Regions from separate parts of the Mus musculus genome. Here region 2 is linked to region 1. A link is a contact called in public Hi-C data. All regions are on one chromosome and are shown on one strand. Each heading gives the region's core, a stretch centred on a gene start, on an enhancer-like site or on the middle of the called end of the contact. The rest is flanking DNA. Distances are from core to core; before and after follow the strand shown. Region 1 overlaps Rgl1 (ral guanine nucleotide dissociation stimulator,-like 1). Region 2 overlaps Nmnat2 (nicotinamide nucleotide adenylyltransferase 2).

Region 1 (7,520 bases), core at 1,591-4,090:
TTAATATTACTAACCGGATCATGTTGTTCACGTCTCAGAGAGTGCCATGTGTCCTTTCTGAAAGCACAAGGATAATTATTATCGTCTTTGCCTCTGTCCTTAAGTTCCCAGCTTTTGGCATAAGGTGTGGGGACAGAAGAGCACATTAGAGTCTAGACAAATGAATATTTTCTTCCTTGCCCAAAGAGAACTTTCCTTGTGGATGGATATAACATAGCGATGTTTTGGGGAGCTAGAACTCTCCTGTAACCTAAAGCTGATCTAACTCAAAGTGTTTCAAACTTTTTGGTTGTTCAAAGACAGTTAAAAATAGCTGCTGCCGAGGGAGTGGTAGGGATTATTTTAGTTCAGGATAAGACCTTGCACACACAACAGAAAGGACAAACTGGACTGCAGCTGACAGTGAGCTTCTGAAGGGCAAAGTCCTGTGTGGTGTGAGCTGGCTGAGGACACGGCTCACCTTGTGCCAAGAGGCCTGGTCTTGCCCTGGTCCAGATTTTGTGTATTCCTGCCAGTTTCCCTAAGTACCTGCATATATGAGAAGGTGTCTGTGTGCCACTCCATCCACCCCCCACCCCCCATTTATTTTCCCTGAAGAATGCTTGCGCATCAGTGGTCTTGTGGGGAACAGAGACTCAAAGGAGATTTGGTGAGATGAGGGTTAGAAAATCCACTCATTTCTTCCCACTTTTAATATGGTCTAAAGTGGTAGTATAACAGACAACCCTAAGAAATGCACACAGACAGAATAGAATCCTGCCAGTTAAAATCTAGATTTCACATGGAGTCCACCTGTCTGTTCTGGGACTCAAGTCCAGCGTACCAACGGCACTTAGCTATGATGATGTTCTAATCACTTTTGGTCCATAACAGCTTCAGAGTCTTGTTTGTCATGACCTCCAGAGTCATCAAGTCACCTCGTTGTCCTGTAGAGCGTCCTACAGTCTGGGTTTGTGTTTGTTTGTCTAGTGATTAAACAGAGGTCACACCTGTTTGGAAAGCATTTCACAGAGATGAAGTACTCTCGCCTCACATTCTCTGAAGGAGTTCTGTGGTGTCAGTGTGTGTCAGTTGTGTGGTGTCAGTTGCTGTCACACTGATGGCGATGAGATCACCTACCATTAACATGGTGAATGAAGACTGCCAGATTAACCTGTCTAAAGTCACTATTCTCTCTGTCTTTCTGATGGTCAGTCACTCTGAGTGATGCCCCACACTCTTGACAGTCTGCACTCCTTCATTCATCAGGAAATAGTGCTCTCTTCTGAGTGATGATGCTGAGGCTGTGGCTATCCCGGGCATCCCAAACAGCTAGGTGGGTCAACACACACTGAAGAGAGCATCCTGCACCGACCAGAGCCTAAGCACAGTAGACGCCACTGTGGACACTCTGCATACATGTGTGATCTCCTGGTTGGAGGCTTGCTTTTCCTGAATAAAAGTTAGACATTAGGTCGTGCAGTTTCTGTCCTGTTTGTGAAGGCTTTAAAACAATTTCATTCCTTCAAGAGACACTAGCAAGTCCAAATTAGTCTCATCCAGGTGCATGGGTTGTGACGCCTTTAACATTTCAGTGACAGTAAAGGCACTTCTCTGCTTCCTTTTCAGGGTGTGATGCAGGGTACCGTGCCTTACCTGGGCACCTTCCTGACTGACCTGACCATGCTGGACACTGCCCTGCAGGACTACATTGAGGTGGGTTCTCTGCAGCTGGTCCATCCGTGCCTGCAGCCTTCTTGGCCGCATAGAGAAGTTTGTTTCTCTCAGGATCTGTTTAGAACCCACAATACACATGGCTAGGTGGTAACACAGCAAACCAAAGCAAACACCGGAAGACGCCAGAGATGGCACAGAGCCCATCAAAAGAGAGCACTGCTCATCACAGCAGCAGCCATGGCTGGGAACGGCGGCAGTGTGGGCAGGAATGCAGTGAAAACTAAGGGACATTAGCTGATAGAGCACGGCCTGCTGCACACGGCCTGCTGCACACGGCCTGATGCACACGGCCTGATGCACACGGCCTGCTCCACACGGCCTGCTCCACCAGGCCAGACGCGACTGTGCTGCCTTTTGAGGGCTGGGGTCTGAGCATCGGTGCCACAGATGGACTGGCAGGGATAACCTCCCCTACTCTCTCTGCCTGGATGCTACAGATGAGATAGGTTAATGAATTTTCAAGTGGGTCCCGGCCTGCCTCTCTGTAACGCCTATGTCACTGCTGCCTGTTCAGGGGATATGCTTGGATCCGCATCCTGTCTTCCTTTTTCAATGAAGGAAGAGGTAAAATCCACTCAAACGATCAGATAGGCAAATAGGAAAAGGTTTGATATTTGGGAGATTTGAAGGTAATTTGTAGGGCTCAACTTCTACCTCAGAGCACTCGCCTCTGATGTCCTGATTCGGTTCCTAGCGATGGTAAACAAACATAAATCACAGAAAAAAGCAAAACACAACAGGCTACAAAACAAAGCAGCCTGCATCTGTACCCCATCCCCTGTTCTCCTGTGAAACCTGCAGCATGGGTGCTGTAGCTACAAAGGGAACCTGGATTCTTTAAGACCACGCCCACTCGTTTGCATTTCCCAGGCTCTGTCTCTCAGCATCCTCTGCCTCAGGAACCTCCCTCCCATCAGGGTTGAGAAGGTGCAGAGTAAGCGAATGCTGAGGAATTACACCCGGCAGTGGTGATGAAGAATTGAAACCTTGTTTCCACGAGGCTGTGGAGAAGTGACTTCCCTTATGATAAATCATTGACAGTTTGGCTTCCAGCACGAGGCCGTGGCCATCTGCTTTTGTTGACTGGCCCAGGGCACGAGGGAGCGGATTGCTTGCTCCTCACTAGCTGGGCAGATGTGTCTGGATTCTGACTCACGGATTCTGACTCACGCCTCCGTCACTGCTATTGTAGTTGGTTTCAGACATTTTAGGAAATGCTCCATCATAAGTAAAGGGACATTTGGGACATTTGCTCCAGGACAAGGGTGGTTGCCTTGCTACGTTGTCGCCACGTTTATAAAATCATTAATAGTTACAACTTTCTCATCTCTTTAACCTATTCACTGTGACCCCAGTCAGCACAGGGCTCTGCAGTTCGGTGGCTTACGTTCTTCCAAACATTTCTTTCAGGGTGGACTGATCAACTTCGAGAAAAGAAGAAGGGTAAGTACTGCCTTCGCCTGCGCTTTGCTGTTTAATTTCACCTGGACATGAGACACTGAAAGAAGTGAAAAGAGATTGTGTTCTTTTTGTTTGTTTTTGGAGACAGAAAAATAATACTCGCTGAACATTTTTACATATACCATTATGTTGGTATGTTCCTACACATTACTCCACAAGAGCCCTGCAAGCTCTTTTCCCACATCTTCAGTTAAAGGTGAGGATGGAAGAGATTAAGGACTGGTCCACAGTTAAGGTGGCAGTGAGCTGGAGTTCACATTTTGTCCTGCTGCAAATCTCATTAATAAAGAAAAGGTAGCGTAGAGCTGGCAGCATACCTCAGTGGTTGGGCACGTGGTCAGCATGCATAAGGTCTTATATTTGATCCCTGACACAGAGACAGAGAGATGTTGAGAGATTTCTTTCCTACCATCATCTTCTTCACAGCTACGTTTAGAAATACAGGTTTACTCTATATTTAGTAACAGTGTATGAACTATAACATTCATATATAAACATATGAAAATCATTGCTGAGAATATATGTGGGATATTCTTCTACAAAGAAGTATGTGAAACAACTAATACGTTAGCTTGTTTTAGTCATTTCATAACAAATACATATTCCAAAATATGTTGTATACACCTTGTGTGTGTACATGTGTCAGTGCTTAAATTAAAAAAAAAGCAAACAAGTTTACTTAAGAAGTTTATAAAAGTGAATGACATTAACAAAGACGACTACTCCTGTGGGTGTGTCTGGGAGAGGAAAGGATATAGTGTCCTTATTAGAAGTAGGTGTTATCTTTTATCATCTTTCCTGTCAGTATTGGAAGGGTGTTATATATCAAAAGCTTGATCTTTCAAGTAGTTCTGCATTATGTTTTTTAAAGATTTATTTATTTATTTTATGTATATGAGTACACTGTAGCTGTCTCAGACACACCAGATGAGGGCATTAGATCCTGTTACAGATGGTTGTGAGCCACCATGTGGTTGCTGGGAATTGAACTCAGGACCTCTGGGAGAGCAGTCAGTGCCCTTAACTGCTGAGCCACCTCTCTAGCCCCCTGCACTGTGTTTTATTTTTTTGAAGTGTAAATTTTGCTGTAATTTTGTGTCAGATGGATATGAGATAGGCATTTGGTGTTTGGAAGGAAAATGAGCGAGTGTGGTAACTCCCTGTAGGGCCTGCCTGTCATTTACTCTTCTATTCATCCACCCATGCTACCTGCACTGGTTGTATGGTTGTGTACGGACCAGGGAGTTTGGGAACTTCTGCAGTGGAAAGCCAGAGCCTTGCCCTCAGGAAGTGTATAATTCAGGAGGGAGATAGGCAGATGAACAAGCAGCCATAACTTATCTATACAAGCTCAAAGCAGAGGTCTTTCTTAGAGAAGCAAACAGGAGGCTGAGGCTAGCCTCAGCTTGTGAGGCTAGAGAACCATACAGGGACAAAGAGCACTGTGCGAACACAGTGCACAGACGCTAGCTGGGCTGGGCTCCAAAGCAACAAGATACCAACATGAACCAGCCGGAGCTTTCTGTCCCTCGTCCACTGAACTTCCTGTGGCATGGTGGTAAATATTCAACCATAGCACTGGACCAAGGGTTGAGACCACTGATTGGAAGACTAAGGCCCAACGACTCTGCCAACTCTTAGTTGCTTCTGTCCTGTCCTGTTACGCCTCCACAGTGTGCCATGCATGCTCCTTTAACTTCAGCACGAGCCTGGATGCTACCTTCTTTCCCTTTAATAATAAGAAGCTAAACATCTATGAAGTTAAAATCTGAGCCTAAAGCTGCAGTTTGTGCTGAGTGCTGACATTAAGAAGGGACCTGGAAGCGCCTGACGAGATCCAAGTGATGCGGGGCATAATTATACGTGCGTGCTTCTCTGGGAGCTTAGAAGGTGTAGTTAGATGATTTACTGGAGTAGTGAAAACCCAAGGATTTGGAAAACCTAAACACTCAGCTTTCTGAGACCCTGGACCGCTTAGACTGTCAGTCAGCCCCACTGGTGTGGATTTATTGAGGGGGAAGAATTGGAGAAGCTACTTCGGGAGCTGTGAGCTTCTTGAATCATTTTTCTTCTTTTAAAAATAAGAAATAGAAGTAAAAAAGGTGGTTTTTTTTTGTTTCGTTTTGCTTTGTTTTTTTACATATTTCATGATCTTATATTTAAAAGAAAAAAAAATCCCAAAACCCCAAGAATGGAAACAGGAAGGAAGGTGCCATTATGCATTGAGTTGGTGACTAGCCGGCTTCTTTGGATGGCTTGTTTTATCCATGTGAGTTTCTTTTTCAAGAAGAGAGGATTGAGAAACGAGGCATACAAGGACTTCAAGAGTTGAAGTGATGCATATGTGTATTTTAAAATCTACTTTTACTTGTGCTGGGGATTGAAACCAGGGCATTGTGTATGCACCAGGCATGCACTCCGCCACTGAACTATAGCCAACCCCCACCCCTGAGTTAGAACTTGTAAGATGTATTCATTTACTCTCTAAGGCAGCCAGATTGCAGAGTCTTCTTCAATGGCTTTCTCCGTACGTTACCCTTAGAGTGTTACAGTTCCATGTAGAAAAGACTTGTATTTATTTCATCATATTATTCAGTCTCCTGGTTTTCTGTCTACTTTAGGAATTTGAAGTCATTGCCCAGATAAAGCTCCTACAGTCTGCTTGCAACAGCTACTGCATGGGCCCAGACCAGAAGTTTATCCAGTGGTTCCAGAGGCAGCAGCTTCTATCAGAGGAGGAAAGGTAGGCTGACCTGTCTGTCTTCTGTCAGGGGTATGGTGGTCCTGGCAAGAGGCATGTACCTTGCCGGGTTATCTGCTAGACAGCTCTTGAGTAGCTGCTGTAAGGTTCTGGTCCTTGCTTTTCAGAGGGAAGCTGATTGCAGAACTAGAGGGTGGGTTTTAGGTCTTGTCCTATCACTTACCATTGAAGCCTAGAAGGAGTCTTTTATTCCTCCCCGTCTGCAGGACGCCTATTTGTAAAATGCTTGCTTTAAAGTGTGAAGTCATATTCTGGAAAGCCCTATTAGAATAGTAGCCATGCTCCTCCTCATCACTGCCCCTGCCATTGTCCCAGAGTCCATGGTGTGAGCCTTCAGGGAGAGAGGAGTGGAGATGGGGTGGAGGAAGAGGAAAAAAGAGATCTCATGAAAGATGAAATAGGAGAGCAAAGTGCTGTGGACCTGTGGGCAGGAACAGATCACTGGCCAGGAAGTGGTGGGGCATGGGGAAGATTGACAGCTACTACCAAGTAGGCTGGGCTGTGAAGGGAGATTTCACTAGAAGAGCTGGAGAACATTCCAGACAGAGTAAGATAAGAACATGAGTGAAGGCCTGGGGTCCTGACAGTCTGGGTGTTTGGAGGCCAGTGATGCCTTTGGGGTGGGTGAGGCCCAGGATGCAGCTTTCAAAACATTGGCTGACATACAAAGAAAGGCACACTGATTCTAGTGTTGTGAGTACTGGCCCAGTGGCTTCCGACCTTTCCTCTTCCTCTGGTGGTTGTCAGATTAGTCTGTAGGCCATATGTGGCCTGCCCTCTGTTTTCACATTTTTAAGTGGCAGAAGGAAAAAAAAAATAAAAGAATGTGGCATGAAAAGTAGTCGTTTGAAATTCAAATTTCAGGATTCATAAATAACGCTTTAATGGAATGTAGCCTGCTCATTTGCATCTTTGGTTGCTCTGGTGCATTAAAGATAGACCATATGGCCCACAGCCTAAAATACTTACTCTCTGGTCTGATTCAGAGAAAGTTTGCTGATCCCTGAGGTAGACCTGAGCTTTTCTCTGAAGAGTGGAATGAACAGCAAATAAGTATTTGTGAGAGTTGGGGCTTTGAGGGGCAGTAGAGTCCCAACAGGTCGGCCTGGCTGCTCCCTAGCTTTGAAGTGCAGGAATGATGGGCGTCATGGCCCTTCTTCCAATTCACCCTGGACCTGTGCTAGCTACAGACCCAGGCTTTCCCAAGAAACACTCCAAAGCAGAAACTCCCCTTGTGCATGTATCTGTTAGCATTTGCCTGGCACATCAATATGTGAAGCAGAAGCATTTATAGTTGAGGCAGCTTTTGGCCATTAAAGATAATGTCGGTAGTTACATTTATATATTTTTATAACTAATATAATTCATATGTCTATTCACCAAAGGTTAGATATTTTACAAAAATACCCTCTTTCATTTTTCTAACATGTTAGAAAACAACATAATGTGTACCTAGACACAGTCACAGTCACAGGAGGAAGCAGAAAGGAAGGGCAGGGTGATTCACAGAGGGAGGGTGATCCTTCCCCACCCTCCCCTCCCCCCACCCCCAGCCTTGGGGTTAGATGAGGATGATCAAGGG
Region 2 (7,520 bases), core at 2,025-4,524, 560 kb before region 1:
GACTCTAAATTCTGATTCTAAATGTCCCCTTTCATGTTACATCACGTCTCCTAACGCTCATCATCAGGGGGTGCTGTACCAGGAAGTTCTTTGAAATCTCAGGCCACTGTCAATAACATACCAGATCTTAAAAACCTGAGTCCGGAGTGATGCTAAGGGCAAACTCAAACAAATCCTCTTGCTTTTTGTTCCTGGCTTGCTTTGCATTTGGAAGGATCTCATTTACCTTTGCGATTCCCGCTTGCAACCCCACACACCCCTATTCTCTTGCTAAGGGGAGCCTGGGGTAGTGGTGGCTACCTCTTCAAAGATGGCAAAGCCTAAGAAGCCACACCTATAGTTCAAAGGGCAAAGCTTCCTCCTAAACCCTCCCTGGAAGCCGTGCTCCCCCCCACCCCAGCTTTACTATAGACAATACTTGATGGACCGGTCACCATGACAGCAGTTGCCCAAGTTGTGTTTCGGGGAATTGGAGGTTGTGGAAGGTAGTTGGAACTACTGACCTATGCAAGTGTCCAGTGGGTGACCTTTTGATGGCTAACGCTCCACCCTTAGGGTCCACTAATGTCACTGTTTTCGGAGCATAACCCAGGTAAAGCTCTAATGGCTCACCTACAGGCTACTTCACTTTCTTCATGGCAATCATCTGTTGCAAGCCTTAGACCCTGCTTATTTCAAAAGTGCCCCTTAACTTTTTGAGACCTTGGGCACCTGCCTTTTCACGTCTGGCTCCGTGTGTGTGTGTGTGTGTGTGTGTGTGTGTGTGTGTGTGTGTGTGTGAGATGTTTGCAATTGTTTCGTCAACTGTCAGACTGGCATGCCAAACAATGGGCAAAGTGAGTCTCATTGGGTAACTAGAGGAGCTGAACGATTGGCGTGGTTACCCAGCAAGTTCATTAAAAAAACAAAACAAAACAAAAGATAAAGTCTGGTGTTGATGCCAGCAATGCACCAAGGCAGGAGGATTGCCAGGGCTACATAGCAAGACCCTTTCTTAAAAAAAAACGAACAGAAAAGCAATTTGCATAGGGCCATGAGGTTGGAGCTGGTTTTAGCTCAGGCTATCTAGCCCAAGAGAGAATGAATAAACCAGCAGGAGAGAACAGCGTGTGTGGAAAGCAGGGGACTGGCCATCCGAGTCAGAACTTCTGAGTGGCTTAGGTTTAACTGCCTCTTTCCCTTAAGTCAAATCGGTCATCTAAAGGATGCCTCTAACCAGAGATCCCCCTCTGGACCCCCATTCTTTTGCTATGGGGAGACTGGGATAGTAGTTACTATCCCTTCAAAGGCAGCAAAGGAAAACAAGCCACACCTATAACCTCCGAAGGGCAGAATTTCTTCTTGATCCCTCCCCTCATGTCTCAGTGACCTCAGCATGCACACCCCAGGCAGCGCTTGGAACAAGACATTCTATAACCCGGAGTGCTTTTTTCCCAGGGTTCCCCAGGGTGAGGATGAGGAGGAGGGTGAGGAGACAAAGGCTGGGGTAGGTGAGAACTTTCCTCCATGGTCATGTGAATGAATTGCCCTCTTGGGAACTTTGAAGAGGCAAGAGATTCCAGTCTGTGACTGTTGGGGGGAGACAGAAGCCAAAATCAAACATGCCTCCCCCATGCCCCCACCCCCACCCCAAGCTGCTTGTAGATTTGGGAATATGGCTACTCACATCTGCCTCATTCCAGAGTCCTGGGATGCAGAAAGACTCCAGCAGGTCACTACCACACAGCAGCAAGATGCGCAGCTCTGGGGAGGGAGAGCAGAGGTGGCACACAGCATCAGAGGAGGATCTGGGTACTAGCTCTCAGCTTTCTACCCTCAAGAACACTTAAGTCTGCACTCTTAGAACTGTGGGGCTCAGGTCGCCTTGACAACACCACCCCAGGGTATCCATAGTTCAGCACCCCCAACCCAACCTCACCACCACCACCTTCAGGGCTAGCGCAGGATGGCTGGGCTCTCTAACAGCAGCCAGCTACATACGTTGGCATAAGGACTCGGAGCCCCTCCCCCACCCCACTGTTACTTTCCTTTTCCCACCCTTCCTTTCTGAGACTGTAGCCTAGGCTGGCCTCAAACTTGCTATATAGCTGAGGTTTGAACTCTTGGACCCTCCTGTCTCAGCCTCCCTAGGGCTGGATAACAGGCACTTATTTCTGTGTTCTCTCCACCTAGAGTGGGCCTCCTTCAACAAGTGCTAACACGGCAGGGATGGGATGGAGGGAGACCTCTGACTGTGAAGATGGAGTATCCCAGTTGATCAACTGTGCGCTCTCTTTCTGAGGACGTAGCCTTCAGCAAAGGGCTCAGGAAGCAAGGCTGGGGCCACCTCCCCTTTACCCGTGGTGCTCCATGCCTGTCTTGCTTTTTTTTTTTTTTTTTTTTCCTCCTCCTCATTAAGCCCAATTTGAATTATCCCATTGAGGCTCATTGTCATTTAAAATTGGTAGCAAATGGTGAGATTCAACTGAGTGACAGGAAAAGAATCTAGAGATTCTTGACATTCCTCAGAGTGTCCTACATCTTAGTGCACATCTTAGGCTGCCCAGGTTTCTGCCTTATCCAGCGTGTTGTATCTGAGACAATGAGACCGCTTGTGCAGAGCTGACCACTAGTCTTCCAGACACGGCTGCTACCATGGTCCCTAAGAGCCCGGGGGCTTTGCCTGACGTACACCCCAGGGCTGGGCAAAGGCTTTCAGATGTTGAGCTTGCCCCTGAGAGTCTCTAGATGGGATTGAGGCAGAAGAAAGTAGCCAGCATCTATCTCATTGTCAGAAGAAAGTAGCCAGCATCTATCTCATTGTCTCTGGTTCTTCCCTCAGGGAACACAATGAAGACTGAGAGCTTATGTTATCTCTTTGGCACAGAACCTTAATTTGTCTTTCTACCCCCAGGGCCTGGCAGTGACTGGCACCCAGAGGGGACTCAGACATGGTGAGTAGTTAGGCCAGCAATTGATGTGGTTGCAGAGCTAAGAGGGCTGCCTGAGAGATAGCCCCCGGACAGTTTAAGGGCGATTTCACAATGTCTGAATGTCATGCTTGGGAAGAGGAGAACTGTGTCACTGGCATCTGGTGGATTGGACACTGCTAAGTGGCATCCTACTGTGCCCAGGGCAGCTCCACAACACACAATGCCTGCCCCTAAATGCTGGCAACACCAAGGCTGAAGACCCTGAACTGGGATTTCCATTCTTATGCTAGGACTCACACTCTTGCCTAAGAATAATATGAGACTTAAAAAAAAAATAGGCTAAAGCCCAGAGAGGCAGAGTGAAACCTCTGACTCACCCCACCCCGCCCCACGCCCGGGACCAGTGCAGATGTGCTTATTGGTAATGGCCCTGGTAGAGTCTGTGGTCCCACATGAAGCCACTGGAGGGCAGCAGTGATTTCCATATTTCCAGTCCACAAGCCCTTGAACTGGGAAAGCCATGAGGGAAGCAACCAACTGCTGAAAACAGAATGGGCTCACTGATGCTAGGAAAGAAAAAAAAAAAAAAGATGGATTTTCCTTGTGGTGTGCAAGGAGCCTGTGAGTACCAGGGCCTTGCAGGACTTACTCACTTTGCCCTCCACTGGGTCTGCCTCCCTCCGCTGGTCATCTTGACCCAGGGCCAGCAGTCAGGGCCAGTACTCTCCCTCCACACTCCCTGCTCAGGAATTCCAGCTATGTGTAGCCCAGTGGCCCATCCCAGTTCCCACGGTACACGGAGGCAGCTGCCACCTGTATTGCTGTGAACCTGGAGTCTGTCTGTCAGCAGGGGCATCATGGCTCTCCTTTTCAGAAGCCAAGAATTCTTCATTATCCCTCCCTGTCAGACACGGGGATCCCTTTCCCTTCCAGAAAGCAAAAGCAGTCAGAGGAGGCTAGCCAGACTGGGGAGCCAGAGGGGATTTCCCCCAGCAGAGACAGCAGAGCCTAATTCAAGCTCTCGGGGCGGGGAAAAGACAAATTACACTGAAAAATCCTAGGACTGTTCTGAGCTCTGCTGGACTGAGACAGGCAGCAGGGTGACAGTTCCTACAGGGGACTGCAGGGATGCAGAGCTTAGAGCTTAGAGCTTAGAGCTTTGAACTCAGCGCTGGCTGCTTTGCCTTTGGATCCTCTGGGCTTACAGAACTTGCTTGCTTTGTGGCGATTGGCCAGAAAGCCAGGTGCCCACTCTCCTGGAGACTTCAGAGCTGACAAGCTGATGTGTAAAGGATGTTAAAGTCTAAAAGGTAAATAAGAGGTGAGGCTCTTGAGTTGCTTTGGTTCAACGAAGTCTAACTGTGTGCTAACTGCACTCCATTCTCACTAATGCCTCTGCCAATTAGTAACCAGTTGTCAACATTTTACAAATAGTTCTAGGAAAGCAACAGGAATAGCCCAGGCACGACTACATCTCAAAACGTTATCACATCTGCTGGTTATCATGGTACTTAGACACACCAGCCATCTTAAGATCACAGCAGGAGCCCAAACCCGAGTGCTCCCTCAGAAGAGTATCCACAAGGTATCTGACACATCTTTAGAAGTTAAATCCGATCTGGTTGGATACCAAATTGCCTCTCCTTCTAGACATCCACCAACTTGACCCTCCTCATCATCTTCGGCCTCCAACTCCACTCCTGCCTGCCTCCGCCATGCCTTTCCAGCTGCAGGCACTTGGGTTTCCCACCTGCCTTTCACTCTGGAACCCTGGGAAGGCTTCATCTTGCTGATTTGTTGATTTACCCAGCTGTCAGCTCCTTCTCTCCCACTGCCCCCAACAGATGTTTGTAATCAGCTTCTACCTACTCTGGGCACCAGGGTCTCACACAGACAGTGGGATAGATACCTTAGCTTCAGCCAAGGCTGCAGGCAAGCCACATGGTGGCTTTCAGCCAACCCTGGCCTCCTTCTCTTCCTTAAAGCATTGAAAAACCTGAAGCGGCCTTGTTTGTCTGCAGTATCAGTAGGCAAAACCAACGGTCTCTCTCACTGATGCTCGACTTTCATTCTTTTAGATGAGGGAGGGGAGGCTGTGAAGGGAAGATTGATGGCTGATCTACTACTGGGGAGTGAGTCTAATGGGGAGATGTTCGATAGGCTCTAGGTAAGATTATGATCTTACACTCCAGAAGGAACATTCTGACCGTAGACCTGGCTGTAAACCCACTCCAGGTCTCAAGCCTCCACCCTTCCTGAACTTGCTGCTCCCAGGTGACTGGAGGCAAGAGGCTCCAAAAGTCCCCACTGTCAGAGTTCAACTCACCGATCTCCTCATACCGCATCACTGTGCCCAGGTTGGCGTTCTCATCTGTGGGGATAAACGGGAAGAGGACAGATGAACAGGAGAGAGAGGGAGAGGGAGAGGGAGAGGGAGAGGGAGAGGGAGAGGGAGAGGGAGAGGGAGAGAGAGAGGGAGAGAGAAGAGCATTAGGGAGCTGAGAGCCTCCTCAGTGATAGAGGCTGGGGTAAGATGAGGAAAGATGTATCAACTGACAGGAAGCATCCTCGCCCCCAGCTGGGCAGACCCTTGTATTTCTGGGATTTTCATAATTAGACCATCTCAAGGGGAAACCAGTGACAGACACAGTCACGTTGAGTGCTTTCTATATCTGTACCCCAGGAAGGCTGCCCTCAAGAACTGTACCCTCAGAACCTGGGACACAGAATTTGGGGTCACAGGAGGTGGCCTCCTCCCACTCCAGTTGCTTCCTGATTTAAAGAACCAGCAAATTTGGCATGCTGAGTCATTTCCTTGGTGGGATGTCACAAAATATGGAAGGATCATGCCTCTGGCATCTTGTTCCTGGTGTGTACTGTCTGCATGGAGGTGCCCAAGGTACACACGTGTGCACACACAAATCTATAGGTGAGCCGCCTTGTCCCTGCCTCTGCCTCCTCAGCTGTCTCTTAGTTTCCTCTCAATATGCCCCAAACTGGAACCTCCAAAATGGCAGAAGGCAGCCGGAGTTAGAAGGGGAAAGTTCTCACCCAAGCTGAGTCTTTGAGGAGCACCAAAAAGATAGTGGGAGCCCAGGGATGGCTCCTGTGTGTCCACTGGAGGGACAGGCACTGCCTGAGCAGATCTGTAGGATCCAGGACTCTTGGGGACACCCAGGGTGTTTTAGACACATTTTATGGAGCACGGGGTGAGGGATGAGCACAGGCTGGAGGAGGGAGAGGAGCACAAAAGGCCTTTGGGGATCACCACACCCTGTTGCTCCGTCAGCTCTCCACACTGTAGGCCTGGCATTCCTGCTTGTCTCTGGTCTCTTTCTTTTTTTTTTTTTTTTTTTTTAAATATTTATTTATTTATTATATGTAAGTACACTGTAGTTGTCTTCAGATACACCAGAAGAGGGAATCAGATCTCATTACGGGTGGTTGTGAGCCACCATGTGGTTGCTGGGATTTGAACTTCGGACCTTTGGAAGAGCAGTCGGGTGCTCTTACCCACTGAGCCATCTCACCAGCCCAATCTCTGGTCTCTTTCAACTGCTGCTCTACAAATGACCACTCCACAAAAGGATGCCCAAGGCCATACAGGCCATTACAACAAATACCATGGGAGGAATGACCTCTAAACAACAGGAATTTACTCCTGAAAGTTGTGGGTGTTGAAAGCCCAAGATGAAGGAGCCAGCATGGATACTGTCATCTCCTTACATCCTCAGATGGTGGGAAGGGAGAGCTAGCTCTGCGGGGCATTTTCTTTAAAAACAATTTTAATTACATCTTGTTTGTTTGCTTATTTCTTGGTGTATGTGTGTGTGTGTGTGCAATCCATCTTAGAGTCCTGAGACTCTAGTTCTTAATACTGTCCTTGGTGGGGGATTAACAATTCAACATATGAGTCTCTGGGGGTGGGACGACCTGCTGATGTATGAAGGGAGGTGAGAAAGAAGAAAGATGAAGCGGGGAAAGGCAGCCTTTGTCACCTTACCTACAAAAGTGAAGCGCTCCACTGGTGGGCGGACGCAGCAGATCCGGCTGAGGCTTTCTCCCACCTTTCCCAAGATCTTGGCTATGGGAGAGAACAAGACAGACAGAGACAGAGGGAAAGAACCACTCACACCTGACGCTCACGTCAGCCCAGCTTTGGGGCCACTGTAAACAGGGGTGTACTGGAGAGGGTGGGGCTGGAAAGTGGAAGGCAAGAGGAAGGAAGGAAAGAAGGAAGGAAGGAAGGAAGGAAGGAAGGAAGGAAGGAAGGAAGGAAGGGAGGAAGGAAGGAAGGAAGGAAGGAAGGAAGGAAGGAAGGAAGGAAGGACAGAACAATGACTGCCAGAAGTTCTTTCTTGAGTCTAAGGTACAAGCACTGTGAGCCATACATGGCAGTCTACTCTCTGATCATATTTACTGCATTGTTGAAAAGTGGAAAATAGAGGAAAGGGGGATATATAAGGAGAAAAGGGAACAGCACCTGCAATCCCACTTCCAGAGAGAACTATTGCTTAGCATGTTGGTGTATTATTTATTTTCTTCCATCCTAATGAGCATAATGTGCATATGTTGGGTTCGATTTAAGGGGCATCCAAGCCGCTCTGC

Evidence for each region. Hi-C and Micro-C count contacts between places; a contact is called where the count stands out from the background.
Region 2: a Hi-C map of uterus shows a contact between it and region 1, with 4 times the contacts expected there. The contact joins two enhancer-like sites. A contact is called at or near these places in 4 of 15 datasets of contacts at CTCF or cohesin (the NIH/3T3 cell line, embryonic stem cells, large pre-B cells and 1 more), 22 of 484 Hi-C or Micro-C datasets (B cells, the G1E-ER4 cell line, the HPC-7 cell line and 13 more), 10 of 115 datasets of contacts at active chromatin or transcription factors (astrocytes, embryonic stem cells, extraembryonic endoderm stem cells and 4 more) and 1 of 9 other capture datasets (embryonic stem cells).

What each region holds. Positions count from the first base shown.
Region 1 is chr1:152,531,906-152,539,425 of GRCm38.p6, reverse strand. It overlaps Rgl1 (ral guanine nucleotide dissociation stimulator,-like 1), which reads left to right. Exons shown (of 18, transcript NM_016846.4): 11 at 1,609-1,695; 12 at 3,127-3,159; 13 at 5,799-5,920. Among named protein-coding and RNA genes, the nearest start is that of Gm51749, 4.4 kb to the left of the region's middle. Within about 2 kb of position 2,840, at least 68 of the 459 cell types and tissues checked have an H3K27ac peak or open chromatin away from gene starts, as enhancers often do. A contact at or near this core is called in the NIH/3T3 cell line, pancreatic cancer cells, reprogramming fibroblasts and 2 more, where this site is marked.
Region 2 is chr1:153,088,260-153,095,779 of GRCm38.p6, reverse strand. Nmnat2 (nicotinamide nucleotide adenylyltransferase 2) reads right to left here. Exons shown (of 11, transcript NM_175460.3): 6 at 6,916-6,996; 7 at 5,239-5,283; 8 at 1,667-1,743. Among named protein-coding and RNA genes, the nearest start is that of Lamc2, 94 kb to the left of the region's middle. Within about 2 kb of position 3,274, at least 133 of the 459 cell types and tissues checked have an H3K27ac peak or open chromatin away from gene starts, as enhancers often do. A contact at or near this core is called in the NIH/3T3 cell line, pancreatic cancer cells, reprogramming fibroblasts and 2 more, where this site is marked.